Regions from separate parts of the Mus musculus genome. Here region 1 is linked to region 2. The links are chromatin contacts, called in public Hi-C maps. All regions are on one chromosome and are shown on one strand. The core of a region is the stretch at or near the end of the contact, and the rest is flanking DNA. Distances in the headings are between cores, read along the strand shown. Region 1 overlaps Dhrs7 (dehydrogenase/reductase (SDR family) member 7). Region 2 overlaps Lrrc9 (leucine rich repeat containing 9).

Region 1 (5,513 bases), core at 1,301-3,800, 180 kb before region 2:
GTCTGTCTCAGGATTTCACTTGCTTTAGGACTATTTTTCTAAATAAACAGAGCACCTCTTATTTCTTGACTGTTTCTTTTCTTGACTGTTTCTGGCTGATGTCTCTCTCTCTCTCTCTACACACACACACACACACACACACACACACACACACACACACACACACACACACACAGGGCAGTGGCTATGTTCCATTTTAGATTATCATTTCTTACAGAATGTTAGCAGAACTATTGTATTTTGGCAGGAATCTTGGAGTGATGGCACCTAAGCTTGGAAGTAGCCTTTTGTCAGTCAGTGATTATCTGAAATTTTATGGGCTCTTCCTTTGAAGGTTTGAGCCTTTGCATATCTTAGTCTAGAGACCGGCCTGGCAAACCAGGAAGTCTCCCATGGCTGAGAATTGCTGAAGGGTCTTTCCAGTTAGTCCCGTAGGTCAGGTAGGAAGTTGTGGTGTGTGGAGATTGACTTGATAAAGGTGCTTTTTGTGTAACAATAGAACACTTCCAGAAGGCTGCCAGGTTCCTTCCAGAGGAGGCTGCCTCCTGCTGCTTAGAAACCTGAATTCATCCCAAGTAACCCACTAACACCAAAAACTATTTCTGTCTGTCTTTCGGTGAGTTCTTGGATGAGCAATTGCTTACCTTTCCCAACAATAAACCACATTTAGGGGTTAACAAGTTGCCTTGTTTTATCTTGCAAATAGTGTATCAAAAGCTCATAAATAATTTTAGACACATCCAAATATTTCTTTTCTTTGCCTGCCTGCCTGCCTTCCTTCCTTCCTTCCTTCCTTCCTTCCTTCCTTCCTTCCTTCCTTCCTTCCTCCTCCCTTCCCCTTTCTTCCTATATATTCCTGACTACTCTTGATCTCCCTACATAAACCAAACTGGCCCCAGACTTCCAGAGCTCTGTCTGTCTCTGCCTCCCAAGTGCTGGGATTAACAGCGTGCACCACCACAATCAGCCAGATATTTAAATCCTAGAGACTCTGATCTATTTTGTGTACTTGTAGGCTATCTAGGCTATTTGTGTACTTGTAGGCTATCGGTGGGTGTGATCCAGAGAAGTAAGAAAAGCACTCACTGTTTAAGAGTAGAAAAGAATTGATGGCATTCTTGCCATGTGGAGAAAATAAAGATGCTAAGCTGGAGGGCAATATTTGCTAGTGTATGTAGATATTGGTTGTGATGTTTTACTCCCAATTAAGGTGTTTGCCAGAGGCTTACAAAGCTCCCTATTGGTTGAAGAAACATTAAACAGAGAAGCTTGTTTGTCAGACACCGGTCAAGAGAGGAAGGTCTGGTTCTGGTTCATATTACTCTTGTTTTTTTTTTTTTTTTTACAGGATCCAGACTTGCCTTATAAATTCTTGAAGGCAAAGAAGGATTGAAACAACCACCAGAGATGTCTGAGCCACTTGTTGAGAATGAAAAACAGCGTATGTACAGTAAGCTTGCACACAGAAGGAGGGCCGGTGACTACTTTCGGGTTTAATTTTTGATACAACTTTCTATTCAGTATGTAATGAATAATAAAGAAAACTTTGTCCTGTATCTTGCCTTTGTACAAGAGCATATGGTACCTTTTTGAATAAAATAACATTTAACATATTTAAGACTGCAGACTTAGAATGAGGTTAACAGAAACGTAACTAAGGGCTTGTAGTTACATAGTTGACATTGTCTCAAGTCACTTGTGCTTCTGTAAGACCAAATGAGCCTGCATTCCAGGATGTCTCACTCACAGAAACACAGAGACGGAGATGGATGCAATAAGCAAGAGGTTAATTGATCCGGCTTGTCGGGCTGTGTTGCAATCGGGCAGAGGTGACCCCGAATCTCTTAAGCACACACTTTTTATACAGTTTAAGGGTAGGCCTTGTTAATGACCTGAGTCGGTTTAAGCCCATTGTTGGCCCAAGCTGACCTTTTTATCACCCTCTGTAGAAATGGTAATTAGCCTCTCCCTTCCAGAAAGGCAGGTGTTTCAGGACCTTCCCTAAGCAGCATTGATGGGTGAGGTGAGGTCCTTGTCAACAGAAGAGGAACCTGAAACATTCCAGGTCATTATCTGTACCTGCCTTGTGGGGTCAGGGCTTTCATGTAAAGTTTGTTTTGCTGGGCCATTTTGGGAAGGGAGTGTTGTCACAATCTTCTAGTGGAAGGTCCCCCGCATGCTATTCTAGCAAGGTCTTTCAGCGGTCATCTTATGCTCTCTAAGGTCACACGTTCCCACACTTCTGAATGACTGCCAGTTACTGGCTACCTGTAGACTATATAAATGTACGTTTCACATTTCTGGAGGCCAAGGGGCCCTAGAGGAAGGCATCTGGCTCCAACATTGTGTTCTGCTGGTGTGTCCTCTGGAGAGGAGTGGTGTAGCCTGAGCAGGTGGAAGACTTGGAAGGGTAAGACAACCCCCCTTTACCAGTCCAATGTCTTGTTTGCTTCTTTTTCTTTTTCAAAACTGGTGCTTGAATCTAGAGCCTTTTGCACATGCTAGGCACACATGTTATGAAATGTAAGATGGTGTAATCATGCTGGGGGGAAGGGTAAGGGAAATCGTGCCAGGTGTCAGGCATAATAGAAAGATTTATTGAGGGGGAAGGGCGCAGGGACCTGGAAAGGGGTAGAGGCGGAGAGAGGGGGCTGCGGGGAGGACAGAAAGAGAGAAATAGAGGAAGAGAAGACCTAGATCACATGGGAACACAGAGAGAAAGAGAGTGGAAGAAGAAAAAAGAAGGGGACCTGGGGTAGCGAGCAGTCCGCTGATTCGCAACAGGAGGGCTGCGGGCAGTGATGCAAGCTGTTGGGCGGAGCCTAGCCGAATTGTCTGTAAGCCAATATTACACTCGACCACGGAGCTACTGCCTCTCATGTCCCCATCAGAGCACTGAGCTAACAGTCACCGACACAGCTGGTTTTAGATGAGGTCTATGGATCCACGGTCAGGCCCGCATGCCTACACAACAAGCCATCTCCTCGGTTCTACCACTCCTTTCTTTTTCACATTTTCTCTCCTTTCTTTTTCACATTTTCTCGTGAGACAGTGTGTCACTAATTCGTCCAAACTGGTCTTGACTTCAACCTATAATTAAGCTTGCAGTCTTCTTCTTCTTCTTCTTTTTTTTTTTTTTTTTTTTTTTTTTTTTGGTTTTTCGAGACAGGGTTTCTCTGTGTAGCCCTGGCTGTCCTGGAACTCACTCTGTAGACCAGGCTGGCCTGGAACTCAGAAATCTGCCTGCCTCTGCCTCCCAAGTGCTGGGATTAAAGGCGTGAGCTACCACGCCCAGCTCTTTTTTGCTTTTTTAAAGATTTATTTATTTATTATATGTAAGTACACTGTAGTTGTCTTTAGACACTCGAGAAGAAGGAGTCAGATCTCATTACGAATGGTTGGGAGCCACCATGTGGTTGCTGGGATTTGAACTCAGGACCTTCGGAAGAGCAGTAAGAGCTCTTAACCGCTGAGCCATCTCTCCAGCCCCGCCTGTAGTCTTCTTCCCTTAGCCTATCAAGAGGCTGGAATTAGAAGCCAGAGCCACTAGGGCCTGATCACTAAGCCCTTTTATATTTATTATTATATTATTTATACATATTATCTATTATAAATAAATAAATATATTTACATATTTATTATTATATTTATTACATACATGTATATTGTTATATACCTAATTCTACTCATGACTCAATCTGCTCTTATAGGCCAGGCCTGTTACTATACTGTTGCACTGGGATTTTCCAGCATCAGTTTTGGAGAGAACAAAAGTAATTGAAAACCACATCGATGTGAGTTATTATACACAATGAGAGGACAGAAAGCAGTTGGGACAGTTCTTACCCAGAATGCTTATGCTGTCTTAAGGAGAGCAGGTAGGTAGAGAGGACTAGCTTGAAACAGCTGATGGGATGTACAGCAGCCTGTGATACACATCGTGATTGAACACCTGAGATATGCCATTTGGTACATGGGACTCCTTGGTTACTTTGCTCCACATGGCATCCATGGAGATAGGGGATGTTTCCTGCCTGTTATACCTGCAAGAGATGCTTAAAGGACTATGTGTTACTTTTTCAAGATTTCAAAGCTATTTAGGTTCAAATAAACAGTATCGGGAGCTGTTTTGCCACTTCTCTGAAGCAGAGAGAAAGGAAGGAAGGAAGGAAGGAAGGAAGGAAGGAAGGAAGGAAAAAAAAAGTCTGCCTGCCAGGCAGAGTCAAGGCAAGGGTCTGTTGGCAGATTTTCCAGCCTGCTGAGGCATGGAACAGTAAGAGGAGGTGTACCTGAGGCTCAAGGTGAGAGGCTGAAGATTCTATTGTTCCTTCTTGGTGGAAGGAACAGAGAGGTTTTGGGGATGGGAACAAACATCTTGTGTGCATTTTAGCAAATTTGTTTCTGTTGACTTGTGACTTTGCTTCCCACTGTACTGTAGTATAAGAAGGCTATGAGAAATACACTTGTGGCTGGTATGGTATTAACTTGCATATCTCTCTCTCTCTCTCTCTCTCTCTCTCTCTCTCTCTCTCTCTCATATCTGTCTCTTGCATCTTTTTTTCTATCTTTTCTATAATCAGCCTCACTCCCCACTCAGAGGCTGTTTGACTTCATACCAGCCAGACGGGTACAAAAGAGTTCAGGAAGAACCCACTGGGAACTCCTCACTGCTGGTGCCATCAATGGCATTTTAGTTTTAGCAAAATACAGTGCAAAATAACCATGGATTTTGATAGAAAAGCAACAGAAGTAACAGCAGAAAGTCAGTTATTTACAAGTACTTTACAGTTTGTCTGGCATCAAATAGCACACACAAAATAACTGTAGAATAGTTATCCGGCATATGGGAAGCCACCCCAGGGCTATCCTTGTGCAGCAACTCTTAGAAGAGAAAAAGTTTAACTGGGGTTGTCTTACAGTTCGGAGGTCAGTCCATTATCGTCATGGCAGGAAGCATGGTGGCACACAGGCAGACAAGGTGCTAGAGTGGTAGCTGAGAATTTTACATCTGGATCCACAGGCAGCAGGAAAAGAGCTGGGCCTGGCTTGAGCATTTGAAACCTTAAAGGCCACCCTCACTGTTTGACTTCCTCCAAGGCCACACCTTCTAATAATGCCATTCCCTACAGGCCCATGGAGCCATTTTCATTCAAATCACCATGTTCTACTCCCTGGCTACCATAGGCTTGTAGCTATATCATAACCATAATGCAGAAATGCATTCAGTCTGAATTCAAAAGTCCTTCTAGTCTATCACAGTTTAACAGTTTGAAGTCTTTTCTGAGACTCACACTGTTGCAGGGTCAGCTTAGATACCACACAGCTCAAATACCAGGTCAATGCAGATGACAAAAATTTATTGTAACCAAGCCACTAATGATTGATCAGGGCTGTAGAATAGACTAGGAAGCTGAACTGTGATTCCCACCCTACCTTGTCAGAATGTTACAGAGCTTTGATGATTGAAAACGACAAATACCTGTGCCAAGTTACACTTACATTTTCCCACCAAT
Region 2 (5,448 bases), core at 2,814-5,313:
TTTAAAAATCAGCATGAAAATAACCATCTTGTAGAAGCTACCCATGAGGGCTGGAGAGGTGGCTCAGTGGTTAAGAGCACCAACTGCTCTTCCAAAGGTCCTGAGTTCAATTCCCAGCAACCACATGATGACTAACAACCATCTAATGGGATCTGATGCCCTCTTCTGGCGTGTGTTTCTGAAGACAGCTACAGTATACTCATGTAAAATGAATAAATAATTTTTTTTAAAAAAGAAGTTACTCCTGAATCCAACACGTGATTTGTAATGCTCTGAAGAGTTTTAGGGATATCTCAAATATTCTGCTTTTTTTTTGCTTAAGAGAACAGAAAAAGTTTGATAGTGTATCATACAGGCAAGGATGCAAACAAAACGAAACAAAACAAAACAAAACAAACAAGCTAACTAACTAACAACAAAAACCCCATGTCCCACTCTGCTGGAAATGTGTAAAATGGCCAAAGCTCTGTGAAGGGTAAGGGGCAGAGCTGAAACTTAAACTGTGTGCATCTGTGGACACACAGGTGTTCTCTGTAGCTCTCTCTTGCATAGGAGCATCTACAGCCACATAAAGACACATGTATAATAACGTTCAAACACGATTTCAATAGTTAAAACTACATACAACCTATAAATGCTATCAGCACAGGAGAACCTAAATTAGTTTTTCTGAATAGTATACAGCCTCAGAAAGAAAAAAATTATACATCTATGTGCAATGAAATGAGATATGTTAACAATGTATTATGAAAAGCGATACATAGAGCTGGCTTCTCCTAGCTAAGACGGTGTGTGTGTGTCAATAGAAAAGGACTGAAAGCAAACCCACATAACTGTTAGGGGGTTCATTGGTAATCGGAAGGGGCGGGAGGCTAAGGGGAGGTAGCTTCCTAGGCTTATTTCTATAGGCATCCATAGGTATCGGATGTTTCCCAGTGAGACTACAGCTATAGAAGAAACCTATAATGTGCTCACGTAATAAAAACATGCAGATGTCATGATGACAAGGTTTGAAAATTCAGTCCTTCACAGAACAGCCATTGTGTGTACACACACATGCACACAAAGAATTGATAAGCATACGTAATACAAACTCTGCTTAACAATCCTGGGTTTCAAATTATTCTACTCCAGGCTAAGGAATTCATATTTTTAAAAATTGTAAACAAAAAAAATGCATACCACTGTAGTGTACTCAAATTCAACGATGTACTCTGGCAAAACGAGGTCATGGTCGAAGACAAACCATTTGTACTGCCGGTAGCCACAGTCGCAAGTTCTTTGTCCTATGATAGAATCTAGAGTTAAAAAGCAAAGTCTGGCACGACAAACACTCAAAATACAGTAAACGTTTAAGCTCCAGTGTAGATGAAGAAGTGACAACAAATCCTTCCCAACAACTCCCCACAATTACCAAATTGCGGCTGTTATGAAGTCCTCGCTCCCGCCCTTTCCCCACAGAGCAGGATCGATGTTTAGCTTATCCTTCTCCTCTGAAAGCTTCATTTTACCAAGGACTAAGTGACCGTGGAATTTTGATAAACTCAGCACTCTTAAGATCTTTATTAGAGGTTCATTTTTAATCCTTTGAAAACTAATCGTTTGCACACACTCACACATGAAATCCCCCATCCCCATGACTTCTGCAACCACTGATTCAAAAACTGCAGGGCAGAAGTATTTGGATTTAGAAAAGTATTTGTAGTGAGCTGTACATTTGTCAGGATTCCTGGAACAATAAGGGTAGCCATGGTTTGCTGCATTTCATCTATACTGTGTTAGGTATTATGGAGATTGTGTCATGTACCCAGGAAGGCTGTGTAGGTGGCATGCAGACATCATGCCATTTGACATAAAGGACTTAAGAATGCAAGAAGTTTTTTTTTATCTATACGTGTGTCTGTCCCCCCTCCCACTCTGTGTGTGTGTATTGTATGTACTCTAGAACAGATACTGAGATTTTAATGTATAGGTGAGTATACACACACATACACACATACCTATCACACATAAATTATTGAAATAAATTTCAACACATATTATTAATATGAATAACAGAAAATTATTAATATCCAGAAGTAGGTTTTCAGAGAAAAGTTTATAGGCCTTGTTAGGTTCAGATTAGACCATGCTATAAGTTATAGACTGTTGTATTAGGTAGGAATGGTTTGTACTGAGAGTGATGAAGTCGCCCGTCTTTCTCTTTGGCAGACATACTTAGCACATGTCTCTGAGGAACAAACACCGAGTTAACCATGGGATAGTTGGCTTTATTGATGGGCTCCTGGTCACGAGCCTGAATACTCTGGCCAAGAAAAACCTTCGCAATGAGGATGGTGCCTAAATATGAAAAAAGATAATTTTAATAAATATGACCTTAACAAATTTCCAATGTAACGTTTATTAATCCTAATGCTCTGTAATGACACTTATAATCCCAGCGCTTAAGAGCCAGAGGCAGGATCCTTACATGATTTAGCCCAAGTTTACATACTGAACTGCACATCACTGGGCTATAGAATGGAAAAAGAAACATAAACAAAGCTATAAAGACACTAGAAAAGAACACAATAATTTAGCAATGCCTCTGCTGTGTGTGTGTCTGGTCTCTCTCTCTCTCTCTCTCTCTCTCTCTCTCTCTCTCTCTCTCTCTGTGTGTGTGTTTGTGTCTCTGTGAGTGAGTGTGTGTGACTCTGTGTGTCTGTGTGTCTCTCTGTATGTGTCTCTGTGTGCATGTACTCTCTTATTATGTAGGTTCCAGGAATTGAACTCAGGTACCGGCTGAGACATTTTCTGTTTCTTTCACCTGAGATCTAACAGGTACTAAATATAAATCTATGGAACAGAAGGACAGACAGTTCTTCTCTCACAGATTCTTGAGGTCTTTGTAATCTCCTGAATACTAAAGATTCCTATGAGTCAATAAAGTTGGAAAAATTCTTATCATTACATATACATTATATATAAATAAATGAATTTTCAATGTTTTATTTGTGTGTGAGTGTGCGCGCGCACACACGTGCGTGTGCACACGCATGGGTTTATGCACAGGAAAGCATTGCCTGTGGAGTTTAAAAGAGTTTATTGGATCCCTTGAAACTGGAGTTACAAGGTAGTTATGAACCACCCAGTGTGGGTGCTGGAACTGACTCTGGTCCTCTGCAAGAGCTGCCAGTGAGTGCTCTTACACACATAAGCCATCTCTCCAGGCCTGATACTTTATTTTCACTCTATGCAAGATATAAAATGTGAGTCAGGCTAGCCTGTTTTAGAAATGCATTTTAGAAGGACTAAGTAGATGGTAAATATGAGGTTTTTCTAATAACTGGGATGGAAAAGAATGATCTGAAAAGTATCAGTTATTTTCAAGTAAAGAGGCCTTGATTTAGCAACCAGATCGTGTTTCTGATATTTCACTACCTGAAGCCATGCACAGTTGACAGCTTGCCATGAACCATCCCAGCAGAACTGTGGCCTGGATCCTGGCATGCTATTCTCAAAGAACCAGTAAGTGCTTGAGTGCTGCTAGCCGGAGGCACCAGGCCTGCCAGGCACTCTGCCACCATGCTGCACCTCCTACCGCAGCAGGTGTTCCTGGCTGAGGACAAACCAAAGCTCTGCCTAGCTGATGTTCAGTTAATTTGGTGACTGAGAGATCATAGAATAAGCTCTCTTAATCCCTAGCCTGATTGGTTGTTCTCTTTATTGTATGCATCGATACTTCATTCATATTTATACTTATCATAGTAACTATAACTTTATATTTAATTTTGTGATTATTGATATTTGTAGGCACTATGTTAGGGAAACTGGTTTATGCAAAACCAGACAGTGCCTAAGACACAATAAGCATTTAATTAGCACATTGTTAATGAGTACATTCCGAAGAATGAAGAGTAGGAGGGGAGGCAAGAGAAGGCACAGGAGCTGGCCTTTTCTCCCAGCCTGTTTTACAGGTTGGTTCTTGGACTGCCATGTATTTAAGTTGCAAGAATGGTATTTACTAACTGAATAAATTACCACACAGTTTGCCTTCTACAGACCAATGTCTAATCCACATGCTTTCCCACTCCTGCCAGGTTTCCTCATCACCTTAGATTGTGGTGACTCAGAACAAATACAGCCAATCTTCCTGACTGTTCTATTGATTATTTCACATACAAGCCAATTCTTTTCTCTTTCTCATGAAGCTAGTGTGTGTAAAGAAATACACAAGTGTACTTCTGAGTTTACTCTTATGATGTAACATAAAGACAGAAGCAGACTCTGAAACGCATGTGCAAGTTGGGTGAACTATCGGAACAACATAGGTTCTCTTCTTCCTAGGGTTGGTAGACAAGAAATACAGAGTCCAACTGACAGTGCAGCTGAACCGACAGAGGCGTGCCACTCTATTGGTGAGTATGTCACACAACAATTCAGACAGTGTCTCTTGGATTGATAAAACCAAGAAGGAAAACGATCCAGAAGAGATGGAGGAGCCGAGGGCCTCACAACGTCAGAAGCACTGTCTGTTACCATGTCTGTAGAGTTCACTCTCTGAGGGGCCTTTCTTCTCCTCCTTGTATTTCTGCTGGAGGAACTCTATCCGGGGACACTCACACATACTGAGGCTGTTCACAAGAGTGACGGCTTCCTTTTTGAGAGAGGGCTGCAAAGGAGAAAAAAAAATCTTAGGGCTACTTTTTTTCATGTAAAATAGACAGCATTTCTACTTGGATGCAGGTAGCTTATTATTTTACGTTTCTGTGTTGGCCAATGTAATCTGCAAAGAGATACTCTCCGGGTGCAGCTTCATTATGCAAAGTCATTTAAATATTCAAAAGTCACATGCGAATGTGTCTATACAAAAGTGATAAGGAACAAAATTTGCTCTTCAGGGAAAACCAGCCAAAGTCATAAGCAACATCAGTGCGGTGCCGGGTTCAACAGCTTCCAACAAGGACTGGGGGATCTCTCGCTAACTCCAAAGGAAGGCCCTGTTGGGGTGAGGTCCACATCAGAAGAGGGTCCCACTCATTTTGGGTGTATGCTATGCAGTCAACATTATTTTCCAGGAAGAAAACATTTCCAATTGTGCACAGACATCTTAGTTTTGTTGTGACTAACTTCACTTCTTCCAAACTGCATCAGTGTCATACAAAGAGCAGACAGAATCACTGTTCCTCGTAAGGAGCCCAGAGCTATGAGAGATTATGAGATGTTCCAAGGACGGGGGGAGAGATGGGCAATGTCACAATCTGAGCTCAGATCTTTTTGTCCTTGTCACAGCCTCAGAGTTTTAAATTGATCACTAGTTTTTGATTAACAGCCATATTATTTAGAATTATGTCTTTTCTGAAATTCAATTAGGAAATTATTTCCTAATCGAAACCTAAAGTTACCCAAAGAAATTCTTCTTAAAAAAGGAAAACTGGATCCTGTGACTACCAAGTCCACACTTCAGCA

The links. Hi-C and Micro-C count contacts between places; a contact is called where the count stands out from the background.
Region 1: a contact with region 2 is called in a Hi-C map of liver, with 5 times the contacts expected there. The contact joins two enhancer-like sites. A contact is called at or near these places in 3 of 39 promoter capture datasets (the C10 cell line, embryonic stem cells and liver), 12 of 15 datasets of contacts at CTCF or cohesin (CD8 T cells, the G1E-ER4 cell line, the NIH/3T3 cell line and 6 more), 203 of 484 Hi-C or Micro-C datasets (the 3T3-L1 cell line, 3T3-L1-derived adipocytes, the AML12 cell line and 100 more), 26 of 115 datasets of contacts at active chromatin or transcription factors (the NIH/3T3 cell line, astrocytes, a beta-TC-6 cell line and 10 more) and 5 of 9 other capture datasets (adipose tissue, embryonic stem cells, embryonic tail and 2 more).

What each region holds. Positions count from the first base shown.
Region 1 is chr12:72,646,453-72,651,965 of GRCm38.p6, reverse strand. Dhrs7 (dehydrogenase/reductase (SDR family) member 7) reads left to right here. Exons shown (of 7, transcript NM_025522.5): 7 at 1,349-1,613. The coding sequence ends at 1,393. Among named protein-coding and RNA genes, the nearest start is that of Dhrs7, 16 kb to the left of the region's middle. Within about 2 kb of position 2,550, at least 23 of the 459 cell types and tissues checked have an H3K27ac peak or open chromatin away from gene starts, as enhancers often do. A contact at or near this core is called in hepatocytes and liver, where this site is marked.
Region 2 is chr12:72,466,061-72,471,508 of GRCm38.p6, reverse strand. It overlaps Lrrc9 (leucine rich repeat containing 9), which reads right to left. Exons shown (of 32, transcript NM_001142728.1): 13 at 4,519-4,651; 14 at 2,218-2,340; 15 at 1,183-1,286. Among named protein-coding and RNA genes, the nearest start is that of Lrrc9, 27 kb to the right of the region's middle. Within about 2 kb of position 4,063, at least 7 of the 459 cell types and tissues checked have an H3K27ac peak or open chromatin away from gene starts, as enhancers often do. A contact at or near this core is called in hepatocytes and liver, where this site is marked.